2 separate regions of the Gasterosteus aculeatus genome follow, and region 2 is linked to region 1. A link is a contact called in public Hi-C data. All regions are on one chromosome and are shown on one strand. Each heading gives the region's core, a stretch centred on a gene start, on an enhancer-like site or on the middle of the called end of the contact. The rest is flanking DNA. Distances are from core to core; before and after follow the strand shown. Region 1 holds the start of pecam1a (platelet and endothelial cell adhesion molecule 1a). Region 2 overlaps sec14l1 (SEC14-like lipid binding 1).

Region 1 (4,815 bases), core at 732-3,231:
ACAGCAAATCTTCAATACATCTGATTTGATTCCAATTTTAAATGTGCACATCGGAAAAAAACTAAAGCAAATGCAAACAGACATCCAAGGGTGGCCAATGATGTCAAAATACATTTCTTACAGTAGGATGTCTTTTGTCATTTGCAAAAGACATCACAGAATACTCGTCCCTCATCGTCTCTGCAGAGGCGACGTTGCTCGCGTTGATATGCGTTCGCATTGGGATGGTTGAACCTCCAAACGATGGGATCCACACCACAGAATGCAGCAGAGCCAGAACCTGCTCGGCACTGGAGAGAGAGAGAGAAGTGCCGCCAGGACGGAAGCCCGGGGAGAAGACATCCATCAAACCGCCGCCCCGCACCCAACGAGAACCGACGGTGTCAACGGCACCACCGTGGCCTCCATCAATCTCCCTCTTCAATGCAACACTCTCGTTACAGTCATGAAAGTACAGTAAAAGCGTGAGTGGAATATCGCTCAGCGAAATGAGTCAGTGGAAGAAGTGGGCTGCATTACTGAAGGGGGAGAAATAAAGCTGATATGTCAAGAAGACAAAATGATTGTAGATTACAGTGTCAAGTTATCACATCAGTACCACTGTGCAGCGCTCACAACCTCCAAACCAGCCTTCAGGGAAACTGGGTTTATTTATAATATTAAGCAAATGTAAGAGAAGTTCGTCAAAGTAATGTGTACACAGAACTATACCTAGAATAGAATACCTAATACCTGTCTGCTAGCCTGTTGGCTCACTTTGAATGAATATCCAACCTAAACCGAGCAGTGCTTTTCGAACATTTTCGAAGGGTGCCCGAGTGCATATCCTCACTGTGTTTTTAAAAGGTTTAATAGAAAGCTGAGTGAACTCTGATCAACAGCAGGACGGACCGATGTGTGTGTGTGTGTGTGTGTGTGGAACAAGCACAAGCCGGAGCATCTCTGTGCGGAGGCTGACTGGTCGCGTTCATGCCGTGATTACAGCACAAGTCGGAAAGGACAGTTTGTGTGGGAATAACACGGCTGTCTCCCATCAAGGTCACATCTGCAGCAGCTCTGTGGAGATACAGATGTACTTCTGCACACCCTAAAGATGCATTTTGTTTGTAGAATGTAGCATAACTGAAAGCGACTGGGATCAGGCTCCAGACATGAGCAAATCTTTGTCCTGTTGGTCTTCAGCAGCTCTTAGTGGTCACGGTTAAGAACTGCAGGATGCTGCACAGAGTTGCATACTTACATCTGCAATTTATATACAAATGCAACCGCATTTGCAGTATTAAAATCTGTGTGCTTCTGTGACAACAAAAGCTCATATTCCCATCGCGGTCTGTGATGTTGATATTGTGCATAATGCATGTAATATGGTGGGAAATCTACTTTATTGAGCGGCGTCCTAAAATCAGCCTGAGGCTTGTAATTGGACGATGAAAGATATTCACCACGATTACGATAGTGATTATGAGATAAATCCACGTCTTCTCAGGTCTCTCAAGTATCTCAAGCTGTAGCCAAAATTAACCGGACTTTCCCAAACGTTGTGAATTTCACCCCAAATTGCGCAAACACACGTACAGATGAACTGTACCCGCCCTGCAGTTACTAAAAATGTGAGTTTGTGCCCTATAAATGATTTACGCAGCATCGAACGAGATGAATGAGTGTGGGGTGCAAGGCGGTAGATGGTGTTTTGAAAACACTGAATATCTGATATGTCTAATTAGAGATGCGACCGCGACTCAAGAGGAAGACACCTGCGGTAAGAGGTCAGAGTGGAGCCTTTAGGTTCCTGCAGAATGCCCCTTGTGTTTGGACTGCTGTTCTCTGGATACATAAAACAACAATCTTTCATGCTTGTCATCTAAATCAATCTGTTTAATTGAGTGGGAAACATCCAAACCGGGGGGGGCATCAGTCTTGAATTTCCCTTTGACGCACACGAATCGAGAGACGTTAAACGCTAGATTCCTGAGGAAGTAAGAGTCATTTCCTGGTCCCTCAAGCAGCACAAGGAGAGTGTGTGGTAACACAAGCCCCCCCCCCCTCACACACACACACACACACACACTAATGCCGAAATGCCGGTTTGTCCTCCTCACACTCCACCTCTCCCTTCCTGCGGCCCTCCCTGATCCTTGTGGCTGCCCGTCCGGCCTCCGTCTCGTGGGCCCTGGAGCTGCATTAGAAGCCTCACAGCAGCGAACCTCCGTCACTCAGGATGGAGTCCGGACCCCCCAGCCTGCCGCTGCTGCTGCTCCTCACCTGCCTGCTGCACTGCTGTAAGGAGCCGCCGCGCCGCCAGGGTTCGAGGACGTTCCTTCAGTCGAACCCAGTCTCCAGACTCTGACTTTTGTTTGTCTTTTCCCCTCCAAACGCAGGGCAGGGTGGCCGAGGACAGCCGTGTGAGTACAACCGCGCTGTGTGCGACTCGATGGGAACGAATGTAGTGTCGCGTCTCAGATTAAGAAAGCTATTTTTACCTCGCGCGGTTTATTTTCTGCGAGTTGGGCATCGCATCGCGCTCTCCTGGCCTCCTTGATATCTGAAAGTCTTCAGTGAGATTCATTGAAGATATTTTTAGGTGCACAGACGACTCTGAGGTGATCTGTCAACTCGGTTTGAATAAACCTGCCAAATTTTGAATAGCTTTGAAATAGCTTGTGTTTGGATGCAAATGCCTGTGGGTTTTGTTTTTTTTGTGCACACAAACGCGACCTTTAGCGCCCGAATGAGATGCACCGGGCTTTCCAACGACTACAAAGTACCACATCCTCTTTATTATTATCCACCTTCAAAATGTTCCGGGAGTGTGGAGCGAAACCCTTATGGTGGGTGTGAGCGATGGTTCGAACCAACAGAAGACTTTACGTTCTGCTTCAGTTTCCATAGTTCTTTTCACCGCATAAATCAACACACCTCCCCCGCCCCCCCCCCCTCCCCGTGGGGGTTGCAGGGGGTTCAGATGCCGTTTGTTGAAGCCTTTTCCTTCCTCCAGCACCTCCCTCAGACTGGAGGCCCGGGCAGCGCCAACACACCCTGACTGGTGCATTGTGGCGCTCGCTCCGTCCCCTGCTGTTGGTTTTGCTGTTCATCTCTCACGCATGTCTGTATGTGCATGTGTGTGTTTGTTTTGTGCGACGTGTGCCGCCCTACAGCGTACACCATAGACACCGTTGACCTCACGATCCTCCCCAGCGGCGCGGTTCAGAGCGGCACCCCGGTGACCGTGCGCTGCCGCGTCAGAGTCAGCCACGACAACATCCCCCACCTGCAGCACGACTTCCAGCTCAGGCTGGACGACGTGCCCGTCCACTCCTCCACCACCGAGGACGACTCCATCGCGTACCAACTGCCCCGGGCGCGGGCCGCCGACTCCGGCAGCTACGAGTGTCGAGTCACCGTCCGGGACAAGAGCAAAGCCAGCTTCGGCAGAAAGCTCCACGTGGCAGGTGAAGCTGCGCGTTGGCACTGTGGATTTCTCATAACCGGGGGTTCATTTGTTTTTACTCAGATGCCATTGTTCATGTCTGACAGGACACTACGGCGTCAAAGAATGCAATTTTATTGCTGGAATTCTGCTGCGTATCAGCGCATTTGGGGGCGGAAAATCAACATAAACCCGTTGGACAAAACCAGTGTTTGTTTTGTGCTGTTTTCAGTTGATGAATAATTCACAATACTGTCAGCTATTTTCCACAGCACGACAGATTTAAGACTGAGGTTCCGTCTTCTGCAGTTTAACGAAAACATTCCCTGACTTTCTTCAGTTAAATATCAATCACAGCAAACATTCTGGCTGCGTCGTTGTTTTGTGAGAAGTTATGCCACAACTCGTAAACAACGTCCTTGGTGAGGACGTCTGAAAAGGACAAAGGACAAGCAAACATACCATAGATGCAGGGAAAACATCTATTGTTGTTTTCTTGCATTCCATTGCAGCTGCTGGCATTAATTTATAACTAACTTATAAATTGTAAAGAATGGCTATTAACGGGTTCGGGAAAGTTCTGACTCTGAAGACTTTTCACACCTCATTCGCAGGCAGCTCAATCATGTGTAATATTTCCTCTGAACAAACACTGACGGCTTTACTTCCTTTTGGTTTGCGCTCTCAGGCCTGCAGACCCCCGTTCTGTATTTGAGCAATACTTCACCCTATGAGAGCGAGGAGTTCACAGCCACCTGCAGTGCGCCGGAGGAGAAGGGACCCCTCGTCTTCAGGTTTTACCAGATGTCTCTGCCCGGAGACTCGAAGAAGATAAAGCAGCCGCCCCCCTCTGGGGTCTCATCGGAGACCACGCTGGTCCTGAGGAGCGTTGGAGACAGCACCCTGTACTGTGACTACGAGGTCAATCTGGTTTCTGGGGCCAGACGCTCAAACCGCAGCAACGAGATTCCGGTGATCGTCAAAGGTGATTAGTTCAGAAGCTCGCGCGTCTCCAAGGGAATGTCCGAATGCTCGAAGAGGCTCGTGGGATTGACTCTCCCGAGTTGTGTCTTGCAGCACTCTACATCTCCCCGACCATGAATGTGCTGCCCTTTTTGGACGTCTTCGAGGGCGACGTAATGGAGGTGGTCTGTAAAGTGGTGAATCCACCGAAGAACATTGAAGTATTCCTGACGAAGGACAGGAGGGTCCTCAAGAAAGCCCCAGTCAGCCTCAGCCACCTGTTCACTGCTCGCGAAGGCGACTCTGGGACGCTGGTGTGCAAGGCCGAGTGGGGCAACGTGCAGAAGGAAACCAATAAAACGCTCACAGTCAAAGGCAAGAGCTGGATAACTTTGCCATAAAGTGTCTAATATCAAATCATCATC
Region 2 (5,444 bases), core at 1,755-4,254, 80 kb before region 1:
CCGGGGTTCTTGCTGTAATACAATTACTGTGAAATATTGCGTATAATCACGCCTGAATGTTCCTTTTTTTTTTTTTTTTTTTATTCCAGGGGATCCATGACCAGTCTGGGGTCGAGTCACAGCGGCTTCTCCCAGCTCAGTGCCGCCACCACGTCCTCCAGCCAATCACACGCCAGCTCCACCGTCTCAAGGTAGCATCTGCCCGCCAGATGTTTGAAACGACAGTCCTCTGACCGTGCCTTACGGAGCTTTCCACGGATGGAGGCGAGGAGGCTTTTGTGGAAATGTTTATATATTTACAGAGTTTTGTGTTATTAATATTTGAAAATAAACTGTACACTTTGATCTCTAGGGGATTATGTATTTTAGGTGTCCTGTCCGTCGAATGACTGACTCGTCTTTTTGTTTGTTTTTATTAATGTTAGTGAACATAACGACCGTGTTGCAGTAGATGCGTGTCCGCAGCATTTGCTGTGCATCTGCTGGATTGATGAACGCAAAGCCCGGTGCCTCACAAACCTCATTTTCTAAATATTCAAAGTATCTCTGCCAAATGCAGCTGCTTTTATCCTCCACCAGATGTCAGTGTCCTCTGTGACTCCACTGCTCTCCCATCCGCATTGTTCACACTTCCACACGTTGCCTGGACTTTTAAGAGAAAGAGAGAGAGATAATTGTTTTGAATAAAGAATTTATCCCAAGCATTACAATTGATTGTAACATGATTGTGTTTGTGGCGTTGCACTGGATTTTCTGCAGAAGCAGTAGTTGGGTTGTATTTCTAAAGCTTGGTTATTAATCACTTTACTGCGATAGTTTAGAGCGAGTAGGTGATGTGAAATCTCTGTTAATGTTCCCTGAGTTTTTTTTTTGTTTTTTTTTGGACTCTTGGTTGCTGCTTTAAATGCAGTACAGTGCGGCCCCTTGCGATCTGGCACGGCGCCCGGCCGGCAACTGATTTACATAAAACTTTAATTTCCATAAACTTATCAGAAGCTTTCAGCTCAATCTTAATTCAATTTCCCAGTGTTGTTTTTTCCCCGTACTGTTGTTTTTCAGACTTATGTGGTGTTGATGCTTAACCCGACCAGTCAGGTGGATTTAGTTTTCTTTGGGATTGATTGAACTGGCGCGCGGCCTCCTGCTGGTGACGTCGGGGGTCGTTAGAATGAAGAAGCGCAGTGACTTGGCCAGAAGTTTATTTACTGTGTCACCCATCTGGCTCTAATGGCCTCCCAAGACGCACATTATCCAGATAAATAGCAGCACCTCTTTCCCCCGATACACAGAATCTACTTTAAAACGCCTTGTTCCCTGAGCACTGATGTGATTTAAGGCTGAATTCTTTTACTGCCTTTCACAGGGTTGAAAAAAAAGATACATTACACGGGTAACTTTAGGCAAGTCAATCAAATCCTACTTAAAGCATCAGCTTTCATGGATTGACCTGATTCAACCTTGAGAAGGAGGGACGGGTGTTTGGATGATTCATGGTTACATTATGTATCCTTGACCCAACAGAAACTGCTGATCTTCTCCGAACTTCTTTGTGGCGTCTGTGCAGAAATGTCACATTGGAGTTATTGCGATGTGGCCCAATGCCTAAACATCGTGCTTTGAAATTTTAATATTTTGTATTTACAAGTTATTACAACTGAGGTCATCGTGAATGTGTGTGTGTGTGTGTGTGTGTTCTGACATTCCTTCAAATGAACCTCGTGGTGGCGCTAGAAGTGAAGCAGCAGATTACATGAATTCAATCCAACACGTATCCGCTCAGACAGCACGGGTACCGCGCTCCTCCCCCCCTCCCTGTTATGAAAAATGTATTCTGCACCTCTTTAATGAGATGAATTTTACCTCACGTTTGTGTTACAAGTCGTGCAGAAAACCGCTTTGTTGTGCGGACGCTCAGTTCTGTGGCTTTAAAGCATTTCTGTCCTTTGAACGTAACATTTGTCTCCAAAAGGAACCAGCTAAAGATTTACTCCCCCACCCAAAACCGCTCGCTCTCTAATCTGCCTCAATCTGGTGGTGTTGGGAGTTTGGAGAAGCAGTCAATTTAAAATGTTGAACAGACACTAGATGTCTTAATTCTTTGCAGACGTGCTGCTGAAATAGTCTGGGAGTTGTTGTTACGGATATAAACACCCGGCCTTCCCTGGGAATAGACACATGGTAATGAATAATCCTTCAGAAACACCAGAGGCGGGCGTGCAGATTGTCAACAGGGGGGCTGCTTTTTTCAGGGGGGTTGTTTTTATTTCAGCTTTTCTCAAAATAATTACCCAGTCTCAGCATTCCAGCATTCTTAAAGGGCCGTGGGTAGAAACATCACAGCACCTGAGACACATCGTGTGCTGATCAAATCCCACCAAACCGTTTGGCCTTTGCTCAGATCTTATTTTATATTCCCGCTCACTGTGTTTGCTTCCTTGTTACATTCCCGCTAATTCACAAGGAGAGCACTGGACTATTTTAAGAGACACTTTGTCCCTGGTTGTGGCTGAAAGTGGCGTTTGAATCGAGCCCTGTTGTATCACCGGGAGAAGAAGTGCGTGTTTTTTATGCCGCCTCCACCCGAGTCGTGGACCCGTCTGTTTAACTAATCTCACGTGGAAGAGACGTGATGCAGGTCTACGAGTGTGCGGGGCCTGATTAATATGTCCGCTTACAAATAGGTACAGTCACATCTATTTATCTGTGATGCTTCATAGCTCTCATGTCTTCTAACATTGATTTTCTCCGCTGCAGAGACCATCAATCTATCTCGCTTCAATTTAGGCCAATTTCTGAGCATTGTCCTCATTTGCAAAGAACTCAAAGAAGCTCTACTGAAATCATCTCTTATTTATCAGACCGCTACTACTGTACATCTCTGGTGGTATCTTTGCCCCCCTGACGTTCTCAGGTTCTCAAATATTCAATCCGGGCATGAAACCCAGAACGCGCAAAAAGCCGCTAATTAATGACATTCTTTAGAGTCTTGTGCAAACTACACGTTTCCAAGGAAACGGAACTAACCGCCATGAATCATAACATGATTGTGTTTGCTTTTCTTCAGCAGAGTGGTAAGTGTTGTCAAAACTTTAACCGCGGATCATTATTTTAGTGCGTCGCAGACTCTGTTACAAGTCGTTCATCAATTAGCAAGCAACGAAATTCATTTGTTGCAAACCCGAACCCCGTGATGGCAGATATTTTAACACGGAAGGGAAACCACGAGTGTAATTAATGAAGTTGACGAGGGCTGCAATCCATTTGGCTTCCGTTTGGTGGACTTTGGCTGACTGACGGGTGAACGGAGCAGAGGCTCCGATGATGCAGTCCGTGGTTTTCCTGCTGCAATGAGCGCTTAGCGTATCTGCCACGAAAAGGGCCAATTCACTAACACACACTGCCGTGAAAATGACAAGCACCACCTTCCTCCTGCCTGTGGTCCGTCCCGCTCAGCACCGGCTCTGGTAAGGTGCCTCTTAAGGCGTCCGTCTTTGCTCGCATCCCTTTGCCGAGGCCTCACCTTTGCGTTTTTGTCTCATTTGGCAGGCAGAGGGGCTGAAAAGAAATCCTCCCCACTTAGGGTAGCGAACAGGGAAAACATTCAAGGCCGATGTGGGTTTTGTGGAGCTCCCGGGCTCCTCTGGGGACCGGCTGCTCTCTCGTCTGCTGGTCCCTTTTCATCCGTTCACGCTGTGTAGAGGAGTATGTGGTGTCTGGTCGTCTCCACACCACATCACCACCATATGCAGACTTTTTGCCAGTTCATCAGAGCTGAAAAAAAATAGCTGATTAATCAGTTGGGCCTAGTTAATTAATGCTTATTATTCATTTTCACACAAAAGTGCAAAGCATCCTATTTTTCCAGTTTCTAAAGTGTGAATATTTGCAGCCGTTCTTGTCTTATGTTGCAACAAAAGGGCCGCATCTAATGTTATTATTAATCTGCAAATGATTGTCTCAATTAGTCATTTAGCCCGTGAAATATCACAAAACACAAGGGGAGGTCTCAAACTCGCATCTTTTTCCCTAAGCGTCCATCAGCTTATTAATAGATCACACGAAGAAAAGATCAAATTAAAAGCAGATCTGTGGAACTGAAGCTAGAACCAAACAACGTTTGGCATTTTTGCATAACCGCGTCCTTTTGAATAACTGTCTTAAAGAGTCAAAAGGTTATATTTCTGCCTCTAGACGCAGACTTGGTGTGTGCAAATCTCTATTTACTGCCCCGTTCTCTTCTTCCAACATCAGGTTTTCATTTTAGACGGAAAGGCTGGTTTCTCTCGCTGTTTCAGACGATCCTCTTACAGATGTAGCGAAGCAGAGAACAAGAGCAGGTGAAGCGCAGCCAAAACGCTGTGGTTGAAAAATGTGTTTCTTGGCACCGGCATCCGCTGCTCTCCCTCGTCCGTCCAACATCACGAGGTGGTTGCAGTGAGCCGGGCCCACGAGCGATCCCTCCGCGCACGCTGGCACCGCACCGCTCCGTCGGTCGTATATAACCCATACTTTTGCTCGTGCATGTGACCTTTGCCCTCGTGCACGCTGGCACCGCACCACTCGGTCTGCCCGGGACTTCTGTCTTCCTTCAACTACCTGCTTCTATGCACTGTGTAAATTAAAATAAACTATTCTCAGCATTAAGGGACGCTTATTCTCTGCCGACAGCGAGTTAATTATTATTTTGGGCCGGATTGCAGCACATTAAAGCCGTTGGCGGATGCAGATCAGCGGATTGGTCCAAACTGGCACTCGTTGCTGTGACTCCCTTTGGCTCGAGCTGTGAAGCCCTGCGGCTGTTCACGTCGATAACGACCACGCGAGGCCTCAACGTGTGCTATTTAAAGACCCGGCTTGGCTACGAGATGGTTCAGGTGCGGCCGGTGTTATTAAAAATTGAATCATAAGTTAAAGCAGCAATTGGAGTTTTAGAGGAATGCGCTTTCTTGCCTACTGTTACATCTGCTTGGTAAATGTAAACGGCTAGCAGCTGGTTAGCTTAGCTTAGCCCGGCGACAGGTGATAGCTCGGCTGCGTTGCTCTGCCCAAAGGTAACAACATCCACCTACTATTGTTAGCCCTAATTAGCATCTTGTTTGTTTAACACAGAGAAGTAAAGCGTAGAAAGATCATTTTCATCTCTCTACTGGGACGTACGCAGCCACCGAACTTATTTCTTGACCTAGAACAGTAACTGCCTGGACCCTCAGCTGGTTGCCTGGCAACTACTCAGAGCCGGGCATCTCTTACGCTAAGCTAAGCTAAGCGAACAGCCTTCTGCCTCCAGCTACAAACCTTCTCCCGTTATTCTGTGTGGCAGCCGGTTTAAACGTCAGTTTTACATTCATAACCTGCAGGGACAGGTTCCGCGGCTGTGGTGAACGTTTCTTTATTCTGGAGGGGGGCAGCGGAGATGAAATATGGACCGTGACAGGTCCGCCTAT

Evidence for each region. A called contact is a pair of places that touch in the nucleus more often than the background predicts.
Region 2: a contact with region 1 is called in a Hi-C map of skeletal muscle, with 7 times the contacts expected there. The contact joins the enhancer-like site here to the promoter of pecam1a in region 1. A contact is called at or near these places in 2 of 6 Hi-C or Micro-C datasets (both in skeletal muscle).

What each region holds. Positions count from the first base shown.
Region 1 is chr11:14,478,575-14,483,389 of fGasAcu3.hap1.1, reverse strand. pecam1a (platelet and endothelial cell adhesion molecule 1a) reads left to right here and starts at 1,981. Exons shown (of 15, transcript XM_040191581.2): 1 at 1,981-2,279; 2 at 2,379-2,402; 3 at 3,156-3,449; 4 at 4,116-4,412; 5 at 4,505-4,765. The coding sequence starts at 2,219.
Region 2 is chr11:14,558,576-14,564,019 of fGasAcu3.hap1.1, reverse strand. sec14l1 (SEC14-like lipid binding 1) reads left to right here. Exons shown (of 15, transcript XM_040191153.2): 15 at 90-710. The coding sequence ends at 195. Among protein-coding and RNA genes, the nearest start is that of sec14l1, 9.3 kb to the left of the region's middle. Within about 2 kb of position 3,004, at least 1 of the 9 cell types and tissues checked has open chromatin away from gene starts, as enhancers often do.